Linked DNA regions of Gossypium hirsutum: region 2 is linked to region 1. The links are chromatin contacts, called in public Hi-C maps. All regions are on one chromosome and are shown on one strand. The core of a region is the stretch at or near the end of the contact, and the rest is flanking DNA. Distances in the headings are between cores, read along the strand shown.

What was found. Hi-C and Micro-C count contacts between places; a contact is called where the count stands out from the background.
Region 2: a Hi-C map of leaf shows a contact between it and region 1, with 1.6 times the contacts expected there. The contact joins the promoter of LOC107891978 here to the enhancer-like site in region 1. A contact is called at or near these places in 2 of 34 Hi-C or Micro-C datasets (fibers and leaf).

What each region holds. Positions count from the first base shown.
Region 1 is chrD09:26,073,433-26,079,038 of Gossypium_hirsutum_v2.1, reverse strand. No RefSeq gene overlaps it. Among protein-coding and RNA genes, the nearest start is that of LOC121221156, 28 kb to the right of the region's middle. Within about 2 kb of position 2,813, at least 2 of the 9 cell types and tissues checked have an H3K27ac peak or open chromatin away from gene starts, as enhancers often do. A contact at or near this core is called in leaf, where this site is marked.
Region 2 is chrD09:26,298,848-26,304,453 of Gossypium_hirsutum_v2.1, reverse strand. LOC107891978 reads left to right here and starts at 2,193. Exons shown (of 3, transcript XM_016816919.2): 1 at 2,193-3,098; 2 at 4,036-4,598; 3 at 5,085-5,457. The coding sequence starts at 2,937. The coding sequence ends at 5,172.

The DNA of each region.
Region 1 (5,606 bases), core at 1,564-4,063:
CACAAAATCAAATCATCAATTACCAAAAAAGAGCTTACCCTCAAACAATTTCAACCAAGTTTAGAAAGCCTAATGAACAAAAGCATCCCTCCCTACCGAAGGAAATTATGATTCGAATTCAGGATATTTCCTAGGAAAGGCGAACACCTTGCCAATATGCCACAACTTAGGGTTACTGCTCTAACTATATAGACACTAGTTTTCCTCATAAATGACACAACAGAGATGAAATTAAGAAGTGAGTTAGGGAAATTAGAGGTTGTGTTTAGCCTTTAGTGATGAACATAGCAAGAGAAAATTTATAATGAGTAAAGAATGAATGTTAGAAGTAAAAGGAAGAAAATAGGGTGAGAAGAAAAGGTAAGAGTGGCTTGAAGGTGATGACAGAAGCATAAAGAGCACAAAGGAGTGGGATGCATTGCTTCAAGACTCCTAATTGCACACCATCATCTGTGCTCTCTATCTTCTGTCAACAACAATCACCAATTGCCTCCTCGCTTTCCTCCCCGGCCCTTAGAGTCCCTACACCTACGCACTATTGTTTTAGTTAAAAATTCATTAGACCATAGGAAAGGAAGAAAAGGTTACTTTAAAAGGAAAGGTTGGCCTTGGGAGATGAAAAGTATAACTATTTAAGAAAGGGAAAGAAAAAAGGTTGAATGGAAAGAAAGACATTGGTGAATGATCTATAGAAGTCGTCCGATAGGCCTGTATTTATAGGAAGAGAAAAGTGACACCCACTCAAAAGAATAATAAGTGTAGGGTATACAACAGGAGAGAGGTACTAACCACTACCTGTCCCTCTTGTACTCCCCCTATATGCCATTTGCTATCCTTTTTTATAGTAAAAAAATTATTTCTCTCACGCCTTTTACCTTTCTAACTCTCCATAACAACCCAAATCCTACCACCTTTATTTTTTCAATCTGGATTACTTTTGGAATGATTTAATCATTTGCCTTTCTACATATTTGATTAGTACAAAAAATTAGTGCTCTTGATGTGTTAATTAACTCTTGGGATGTATTAGAATTTTATAAAAATAATTAGGAAATAAATGTGTAGTGTGGTGTGAATTGGATTATAGTATATATCTCTGCACAAAAACAGATTCTCAGTTTGAATGATCATTGCATTCTTTGCGGCTGCTGTTTTCATCATTGCATTCTTTGCGGCTGCTGTTTTCATGACATGCCATGTGCCTTACAATTTGCTCCTACTCAAATCTTACGAGATCATGTTACAAAGTCAAAACCAGCATGTTTCGGCTGTAAAATCTTCATCATTTCCGACAAGTTTTTACAATACCAACAACCGTAAAAATAATATATTAGGAGAGAATTTTTGTTGCGGGTGGGTATTCACAAAATGGTTTAAATCTAGTTTTATTTAAATTGGGATGTTATTCAAGTAAATTTTTTTTAATAATGTTAATTTTAAAATTTAAATTTATTTAAGTATTTGAAATAAAGTTTTTATTCTCATTTTTTTCAACTATTCGTTAATTTGTATTTGCATTTGTATTTGTGTCTTTAAAATTTTAATAAATTATTATAATGTTTATACAATTAACATGAAAAATTAGCAAACATAATTTGCATGATCCAATTTGATATGCAGATCTTGTTAGTTGATGATATATGAGAATGAGACCCACCATGCAAAAATACATTTACTAAATATACAAATTCATAGATGCTGCTTTAGTGGTTGAAATGACACAGAAATGAGAAATATATGTGGACGAATTAGCCTCTGCAGACTAATAAAAGAGCATATTGCTATCTTGAAGCTATATCTAACATGGCACTGCTGCTTAATTTGATTTACGTCAAAATTTTAAAACAAAAATAACGAAAATAGCTCTATTAGGAATGGTAATGGAGTGGTGCAGAAGTAAATATTGCTAAATCTATTACTTCTTCCCAAGTGGCACGTTTTACTCATTCATTTGTCCCGCTCCATTATGGATATATAATCTTGAAAATTATTATCACTTTCATGGATATTGGATGCATTCATCCCTGCTCCACCCTACTCCGTTTCTATTTATCTTTAATTTTTTTAATCTTTTTCACATCAAATAAATATTTAAACATGATTTTTCAAAAACTATATATTTAAATATAAAATATATGATTTTTTCTATATTATGTTATTATAGTTTTACCCTTTTAATCATTTATACATATAAGAATAAAATAGTAACTTTATATAGTGAAGCGAGTCGAGACAATCAATTACCATAATCGCTCCATAGCTATTACTAAAAAAAAATCCACCCCACCCCATCTCATCTCATCCCGTCTTGTCTCGTCTCATCTTGTATCTACTTTTTCAAATAAAAAATCAACTTCATTCAAAATAAGTTGATGCCAAATTTATTTAGCAGTACAAGTTTTATCATCCCTAATCTCCACGGCAAATTCATCCACTAAAAGCCAAATATACTTGGTTAAAGATTGGACCTCACCCTTTATGCTTTCATAATTACCAAATACAGATTTCAGAATCATTTTATTGTCGGGTAAAGGAATAAGATAAGGTCAGTCCCTCTTTATAAGTTTCCAATTATAGGGATACAGCTTTTTTTTGGCCAACTTAGGGATACAGCTTAGCATATATATGTTCAAACGTCTGGTGCTAAACTAGGGATACCATTATTTAACAAGATAATTTAACTAACTGGGCTTCTTTTTTGCTAATATCGGTAACCTACGAGGATGCCATTTCCCCTTATATATGTATCTCTTAAAGGCAGCATAGGTGTTGTTGGCTAAGATCTAATAACATAGAGGGCAGCTAGCTAAATAAAAAAAAGCATGTTGGACCTGGACATTTGTGGTCCATTTTTTACGGTCTTACGTATGGCTGCTCAAGTAGTCAGCTTTTGTCATGCAATTTGCATTACTTTAATAGTACTAATAATGACTGCAAAAAAGGAAATAAAAAGACACAACGTCATTAAAATGGATGGTAAAATTCAGTTGCCAAAAACATTAAAAAAAAAAAAAGGAAAAGGTATTCTTCTTTTTTTCCCGAGATATATATTTGGTTTTCAATTTCCAACCACATATTATGATGTGAACATGGATGGAGTAAAATCACTTGTATTGAATAATTCAATAAAGTTGATCATCATGAAATTTGGAATATGAGTTAAATAGCAATTAGATTTTGAATAAGATTCAAGTATATTTGGTTGAGTTACATATTGATGAGGTTTTTTTTAGTTCAAATTACTATTGAATTATTGGAGAGCGTATGGATAAAAAATTTATACAAGTCCAATTTGAAAATTACACATTGAAAAGCTTTGGATTAATTTTGGGCTAATTTTAGGATTTTTTTTTAAATGATTGAGTACAATAGTAAAAACAGGTTGTACTTCTAATGAGAAATGCAAGTTTAAACTTTAGAAATAACATTATTAAGAAATATAGTTACAATTTTGAACGGACTGTAAATTGAATACGGAAAATACCCGAAAAGATTTTACTTTAAAATAATATTTGTAATTCAACTAGACCTGTCCATGGGCCGGGCGGCCTGGCCCGAAATATGGGGGGTTCGGGTAAAAATATAGGCTCGAAATATGGGCTTGGGTAAAAAATGAGGCCCGTTTAAAAAAGGGTCGGGCCTCGGGCACCACTTTTTTGGCCCGGGCCGGGCCGGGGCCCAAATATAATAAATATATATATATTTTATTTTTTAATTTTAAAATACTTTTAAAATAATTTTTTTTATTTTTTTATTTTTAAAATAATTTTTTAATGTTTATTTTAAAAATAGGCCGGGTCGGGCCGGGCTCGGGCTTATTATATTTTTCCCAGGCCGGGTCTGGGAAAAATTTTAGGCCCATATTTCGGGCCAGGCCCGGGCCTAGGAGGCGGGCTGAAAATTTTTTCCGAGCCCGGCCCAAACCAGGGCCGGCCCGGCCCATGGACAGGTCTAAATTCTACCATATCTCTTAAATTATATAATTGGCTTAAACACATCATTAAAGTTGTATTTCCTTTTGAATTTTCTTAAATTTATTTGTAATCCTATAAATACATTGCTTGGCAACCTTTGCAATTGTGCTTTTTAAATAATAAAAGTATAGCGTAAGGCATTTCAGAGATTGAAAGATTCATCTTTGTTGGAAAAGTTGTTTAGTTACCAACTTATTTCGAAGTCTCAATTATCCATTTTGCTAGGAGTGAGTTTTCCAGAGGGTTACTAGTAGCAGGGAACTTTCTAATAACCGTGATCGCTAATCACTTTGTTTATTAGAGGGCTATACACATTCTACCCTTTATTTTGGTTTTTTCTTACGTTCTTTTTAGTTTATTTTTTATTTATTATTCTTTAGGTTAAGAGATGCTAATCCTATGTATTTTTTATATATTTAAATTTTAGTTTCATTTTTCTTCAAGAAATATAATCTTCTATTTTTTAAATTTAAAAATACAAATTTATTTGTTAATACCATTATTTTTTTTTTGTTAAATGTAAGTTTAATACAACATTATTTTTCTATTACATGACAATTAAGTAAGATTTTTTTTTTCAAAATATCGCACGAGTGAATTTAATAGAAAATTTTAATCAAAGTTAACAATTACACCTGAATTTTAAAATAACTAAATTTCTAAAAATAAAAATAAACTACCTAAATTTCAAATATGAGAAGAGTACAAAAACTTGAAGCATATTTTAGCTTATTCTTTATTTATGATTTTCTTATTTTATTTGTTTATGAATAATGTTTGGGTTTAAGAAAACACCATGATTCATTCTCCTTGTTACCGAATTGCTCAACTAAGATCTTCTGAGTTATTTCAAAAAAAAATTGAAAGTATCAAAAATAAAAACCCTAAAAGCATAAAAAAATACCCATTTCTAATTTGGGTAGAAGGTTTTCTAGGTTTTTATAACTACCACTTTTTTTAAAATTTTATTCCTAGAGTTGGATTGTTTCTTATATTTGATTTTGTTGGTTCTTATACATCAATTAACACAGTTTTGTTCTTGTGTTAGGAAGTTTTAAAAATCGCATAAATCCTCTCTTCGTGTGGTCTCAGTTCCTTTGTTTCAATTTCATGATATTGCCTCCTAGATTTGTTAGGGTTCTCCGTATCTCAAAAATTCTGCAACTAAGTTGTACTCTTTCTTTTTTTTTTCCCCAAGAAGCTTTGAAAATTAACAAAGTTGGATGAATTGAGAGGTAAAAGGCAAGAATGGTGAGGTTATTGGAGGGTAAAAGCCAAATTGAGTGCGTTTTAAAGGTGAGAAATTCTTTTCTCCTGCTTAACCAAATTTTGCATATTTAAATATGTTTTTGGAGATTAATTGGTTGGAGCGCGAAAGCTATATAAGGAGCAACACTTGAGGAGCAATTTAAAAAGTTCAGTGGAAATCTTTCCGATTCTTCCGAACCCCACAAATTAAGTAATTGATTTGATGAAGATCACACCACCTAAAGACAATGTTGAGGAAGTAATTCTATTTGCTGAAGATACCATTTATTTGATGAAGAATGGAAAAACAATTCATGTTCAAAAGCATGAATCATTACCCTTTGGTTGATATAAACAAGTTAGAACATCACATTTCCATTATAT
Region 2 (5,606 bases), core at 944-3,443, 230 kb before region 1:
ATTAGAAAAGTTATCTTGTGTGCAATTTGGAGACCATAACCCTAATATATATAACTTTGGCACATAGTCCCAATTCTTAATTAGCCTCTCATTAATTAGAAATTGATTAGAACTTAATTACTAGAGTATCTACACATATTTGACCCATATTTTATCTAATAATTAAAGCGCAATGAAATTTTAACCAAACTAGATCACTTTTAATTTGGGCTAACCTATCATAATAGTAAATAATAACATGTAATTACTCTTATTATATATGTGATGTCCATATTTTCCAACAATTTCCTCTTACATTAAGATACACCCGTGGTTGATTTAAGCATCACAAAAAAAAAAGCTTCGATGGTCGTAGTCAATGTTCATCTTGTAGGAACTTTTACCTTCTATGCCAAAGTCTTCTTCAAAGGACTCTAATAAGCTCATGGTCAATACTAAAACTGGTCCTATTAAAAATATGAGTTATGATAAAATAATTTGGGACTAATAATAGATGAGTAAAAAGAATATAGATGTGATGTATTCATATGACTAAGACAACACATAAGTACTACACTAATAAAGATTGAATCTTCTCTGATTCAGTCTCACCTAAATATATGCCTCTCAAGCCCACTCAAATTATACGTTGAATGATCTTTAAAAGTTGTTTAAAAGTTTTTGTTTTTCTTGAGAAAAGATAGATCCTCCTTAAGAATGGATTATTCCAACCTAAAAGAAGATAATATTTTTAAAAGTAATTTTGATATTAAACAATTAGACAAGATCCGGCCGTAGTAGATATGTTACAATATTTTTTCTACCTTTATCTAGGAGTTTTTTTGTTTAATTAAATCTTTAATCAAACCCAACCCAAGTTAAAAGGAATAATTTTCAAGCTTGATGCCATCAACCAAATTACCTTTCCATTTAAAACAAATTTAATATTGCACATTATACTAATAAAAATCATTATCAAACCAAATTTATTAAATTAAGATAACGTGGTAATAGCTCAAAAAAAGCTTTAAACAAATAGTTATTAAAGGAGATGGTGCTGCAATTATTAAGAAACGCCAAAATAATTGAACATGACATACCTAAATATATTAACTCCAACTCTTTTTTGACACATGACCAGATCAGCAAATTTGATGTTTTGACTTTTTTCACTATACCTTTTTACTGAAAGCAATTATTGAATAATTTATGGTTCATTTAATCAAAGGGTGAATCTAACTTAAAAGGTTTGGAATTTGTTTGTTGGAAAGTATAATGCACTGTTAATTCACGTTATTCGGAATGGTTTAGCAGCGGTTAGTAATGTTGGCGAAATCAGGATGATTCACTAATGATGTATTAAAATTTGGTAAGTAAATTTTCTGCATTTTATAAGGGACAGTAATAAAGCTGTTGATTGTCTATTTAAGATAATGGGAGATGGAATTGATCGGATAGTGGTCCTTTTTGATCCACCGTATTATGTGAGATATTTGTTGGAGGAGAATATTCATTGTTCACTGCTAGAAGTAGATGAAATACATTAGCTTCACTCGAATTTTAGGCATTTCTTAAGCTTTATTTTCTACCAAAAAAAGTTTGGAATTTGTTTAATTATTTATCTAAAAATAAAAGAAGGAAGGTTGACTTACCCCGGTATAAAATTTTTAATATTTTAATGATTTAACAGTTGAATTTATCGATATAATTATATTTGTCATACATATAAATTTTCGAATTGATCTAATATCTCTATCATCTCGATCTAAAATACTTTATATATTGATATATATTCAACAGTTAATTTTTTTTATAAAACAAATCGTTAGAAAATTTTAATTTACATCAAATTTGATATACATAATTTATATGAATGAAGTGTTAAATCTAATAATAGAATTATTAAGATATTAATCGTACAAAAAATACAAAAGGATATAAGTGAATCCCTCTCTAAAAAAAATACTATATATGATTATTTTAAATTTGGTATTCATATCTGTTTTTAGGATTCATATTTAAAATTCGTGATTATCCTTCTTAACAATGATGTCGTTTATATGATTTAGAGTACATGTATTATATATTTTTATATACCATCACTAATTTATTATTTATTTTGATACCATCATTGTAGTTATATTTTGATACAAGCAATGAGGCCAAATAAGGAAGAAGTATATTATAGACAAGCAAGTTAGAAGTTACAACTTGTGTTCTAGTTTAATCAAATTTCCATTTATTTTTTATTTGCTGTCATGTTCTTTGCATTATTGTCCTACATTAAATTTCCCAATAAAAAGAAGCCCCCCAAAAGAGTACGCATTCTTCTATTTCTTTATACAGTTAAAAAAATAGCAGGACACTGTCCATGATGTCCTTTATCATCAGTACTTTTCAGTGAGGTTCAAGGGTTTTATTTTCCTTTTTTTTTATATAAAAAAGAACTTGTATTTTTAAATAAAGAATCTAAAATTTAAAATTAAAACTATTTAATAAAATATTTATTGTTCAAAATAATATTTATTATGTAATTAAAATTAAAAATTGAATTTAACCCTTTTTTTACACCCCATGGTATCCGAAATCACATTGAGTTTCGAGCCGACAGTGATTGGTTCAATTGATAAGATTTGGTTCTTACAGGGACTGCCTCCGGATTATATGCTGTCGAGTTATTTTTGGATGCCAGGTTCATATACGATTCTAGTTGAAGTCGGTAACTTAAATAAAAGTTCTAATTGGAATCAATATTCTATACAGTAAATGAGTTTTGCAGTTATATATATAAATAAGCAGAGTTTTTGAGATCTCTGTCAGTAAAATTAGCTTATAGGGCTTGTAGAAGGGAATAGAGATTTGTTTGATAATTGGCAAATAATCGATTGCATTTTCTTGTTTGTGTTACCGGCTAAGGATCCTCAAACCTCGCAGAAGAAGGAAGAAAAAGAAGAATCATGGAACAAGATAAGTTGGATTACGTACTGGTTCCATTGGGACTGCTGCTGCTTTCTCTCTATCATCTATGGCTTCTTTGTACCATTATCAAGCACCCTACAAGGACTGTCATCGGCTTAAATGCCCAGTCTCGTCACCAATGGGTTGTCTCCATGATGTCTGTCAGTCTCTCTCTCTCTCTCTCTCTCTCTTCTGCCATTTGTTATTTAGATTAATTTTGAGTAATGGGTTCTTTTCAAAGTTTTGGAATTTCTGTACCTATGGGATCAAAACCTGTTAGGAACATCATTATATTTGTAGGCTGTAGAGTTCTCAACTTTTATATTGTTCTATGACTTTAGGGAGTGAAGTATTTAACTTTGAAGGTGGCCTGATCTGTTTCGTACAAATATCTTACAATCTTTCAGAATGGAAATAATGTAATAACTGTTTAAGTGTAAATCTACTGTTTTGAGTATCACAAAAGCAAGAATAAACGAAAGACACAGTACTTATTATGCTGGTTTCTCTTTGAATTTGCTTTCTTGTGGCTGATTTGGGGAGAGCTTGATGAGCCAATGACTAGTTAAACTTTTGGTGTATTTCCTTCCTTTTGGCTCAATTGGTTAATTGATGCTTTCAATATACTTGCCACTAGAGGTTGAAAAGTTAATAAAAGTCAGAAGAAATGACGAAGAGTTTAATGACTTGAACAAAAAGGAGCGATTACAAATGGTTTGAGTGGAACACATTCAAGTGTAATCATTCCTTATAGAAGTCACATTCAAGTAGTAAAAGTAACAATATTTCTCGTCAATTGCTAAATGTTGATGCTATAGATGCTGTTGTTTCATCAATAGAAAAATAAATAAATATACTTCTGAGCTGCTTGTGAGATTGCAGAAACAGATAGCTCCCAAATCACGACATGCCTTTTTGTTGTCTCTCTTTTAATGAGCTTAACATGATGATTTGTAGTTCTTTTATTAAAAGAATGTAGCATCCTTCGCTGGTCTGAATTTGATAAATCCAGAACACATTACAATATGGAAACATTTTCTGTTTCCATAGAATGTCACTGTGCTTGTACTAAGCATGATATTGTCGTTGATGTTTCAGGATCCGTTGAAAAATGGTGTTCTAGCAGTACAAACAATACGCAACAACATAATGGCGTCGACACTTTTGGCCACGATAGCAATCACTCTCAGTTCACTGATTAGTGTTTTCGTTAGCAGCAGCTCAGACTCTGGCAACACAAGTTCCGAAATAGTTTTTGGGAACAAGACTCGCCTACTGTCTTCCATCAAGTATTTTTCCATCTTGTTGTGTTTCCTTGTTGCTTTTCTTTGCAATGTGCAGTCTATTAGATACTACGCCCATGTAAGCTTCTTGGTCACGCTCTCTTCACCCATAGACAACATGGAGACTGTTGAGTATGTTGCAAGAAACTTAAACAGAGGAAGTTATTTCTGGTCACTTGGACTGCGAGCCTTCTACTTATCCTTCTCTCTATTGCTATGGATCTTTGGGCCTATACCCATGTTTCTTTGCAGCTGCATGATGTCTTTCCTTCTCTATTTCTTGGACACAACAAGCAGTTTCACACGTCAACTTCATCGCCACTCGTTCAATGAGAATTCGTTGAAAGCTGATGATCTCGAATCTATTAGTCTATTATCGTAAGTGCTTTCGATCCTTTCTTCTAAATTTAAGCAAAGCTATGTGCATTTTCAAGAAGGCTTTGTTTACTGCACATGATTAAGATCTTAGTGACTTATCCCAGAAATATGTTCATGTATTCTCTCTAGGATCAATTTCCTCGTTGATCCAGAAATTTCTCTTGAATGAGATGACAGGGTTTGAAACTGTGTCATTTAAGTGCTAGACGAGAAGTTTTAACTATTGTTCCATACTGTTTCATATATGGAAAGAAAATATTACTTTGTTAGGAGAGTGGAGAGTAAAATGAATGTATAATATGTGTAATAAAGTATGCTACTACTTATAGTGTTTAGAAATCGGTGATGCTATATGCTAAGTGATCCTTAGGATAATTAATATATAGGAAACTTAAGGATACCCTTGGATTTTGTTTACTCGCCCTTGTGTATAGCTTTTACCATTTTATGTTTGTGTAAAGTGAGAAGTATGTTGGGCATCCGCAGGGAGAAATATTCTGTAGAAGAAATGAACTTTCATTGCCCTCTACTACATGCTGCCTCCAATTCTTCCACAACCTCAAATCACTGCTAACTCCAAGATTTAATGGTAATTCTACTCCCAACATTTTTAGGTGAAATATGAGATATTTTAAATTTTCAAAAAAGAAGAAGAAGAAGAATATTAGGATAACTATTTATTTTATCAGAAGATGTGAATGTTTTTATTTTAACTTTGGCATTTTTATTTATTTATGTTGACTTTTCCCAGACAGTTTAAGTTGTGTATTATCTTAAATGTACACATACAACTTATTGATGTAAGAAGGGTTTGAGAATATAATGCAATCAATGGTGAATAAAAATTATAGATTAAAAATTTGAAGGTTAAAAGCTTTAAGTCATTATATACTTTGTACATTTAGAATTTAGTGATCCGCTCTTCAAATTTAAAAATTTGGATTCAATTCTTATTATTGTTAAAATTCTTCTATTAAAGTTACTAAAGTAACATTTTGAAATTTTAAA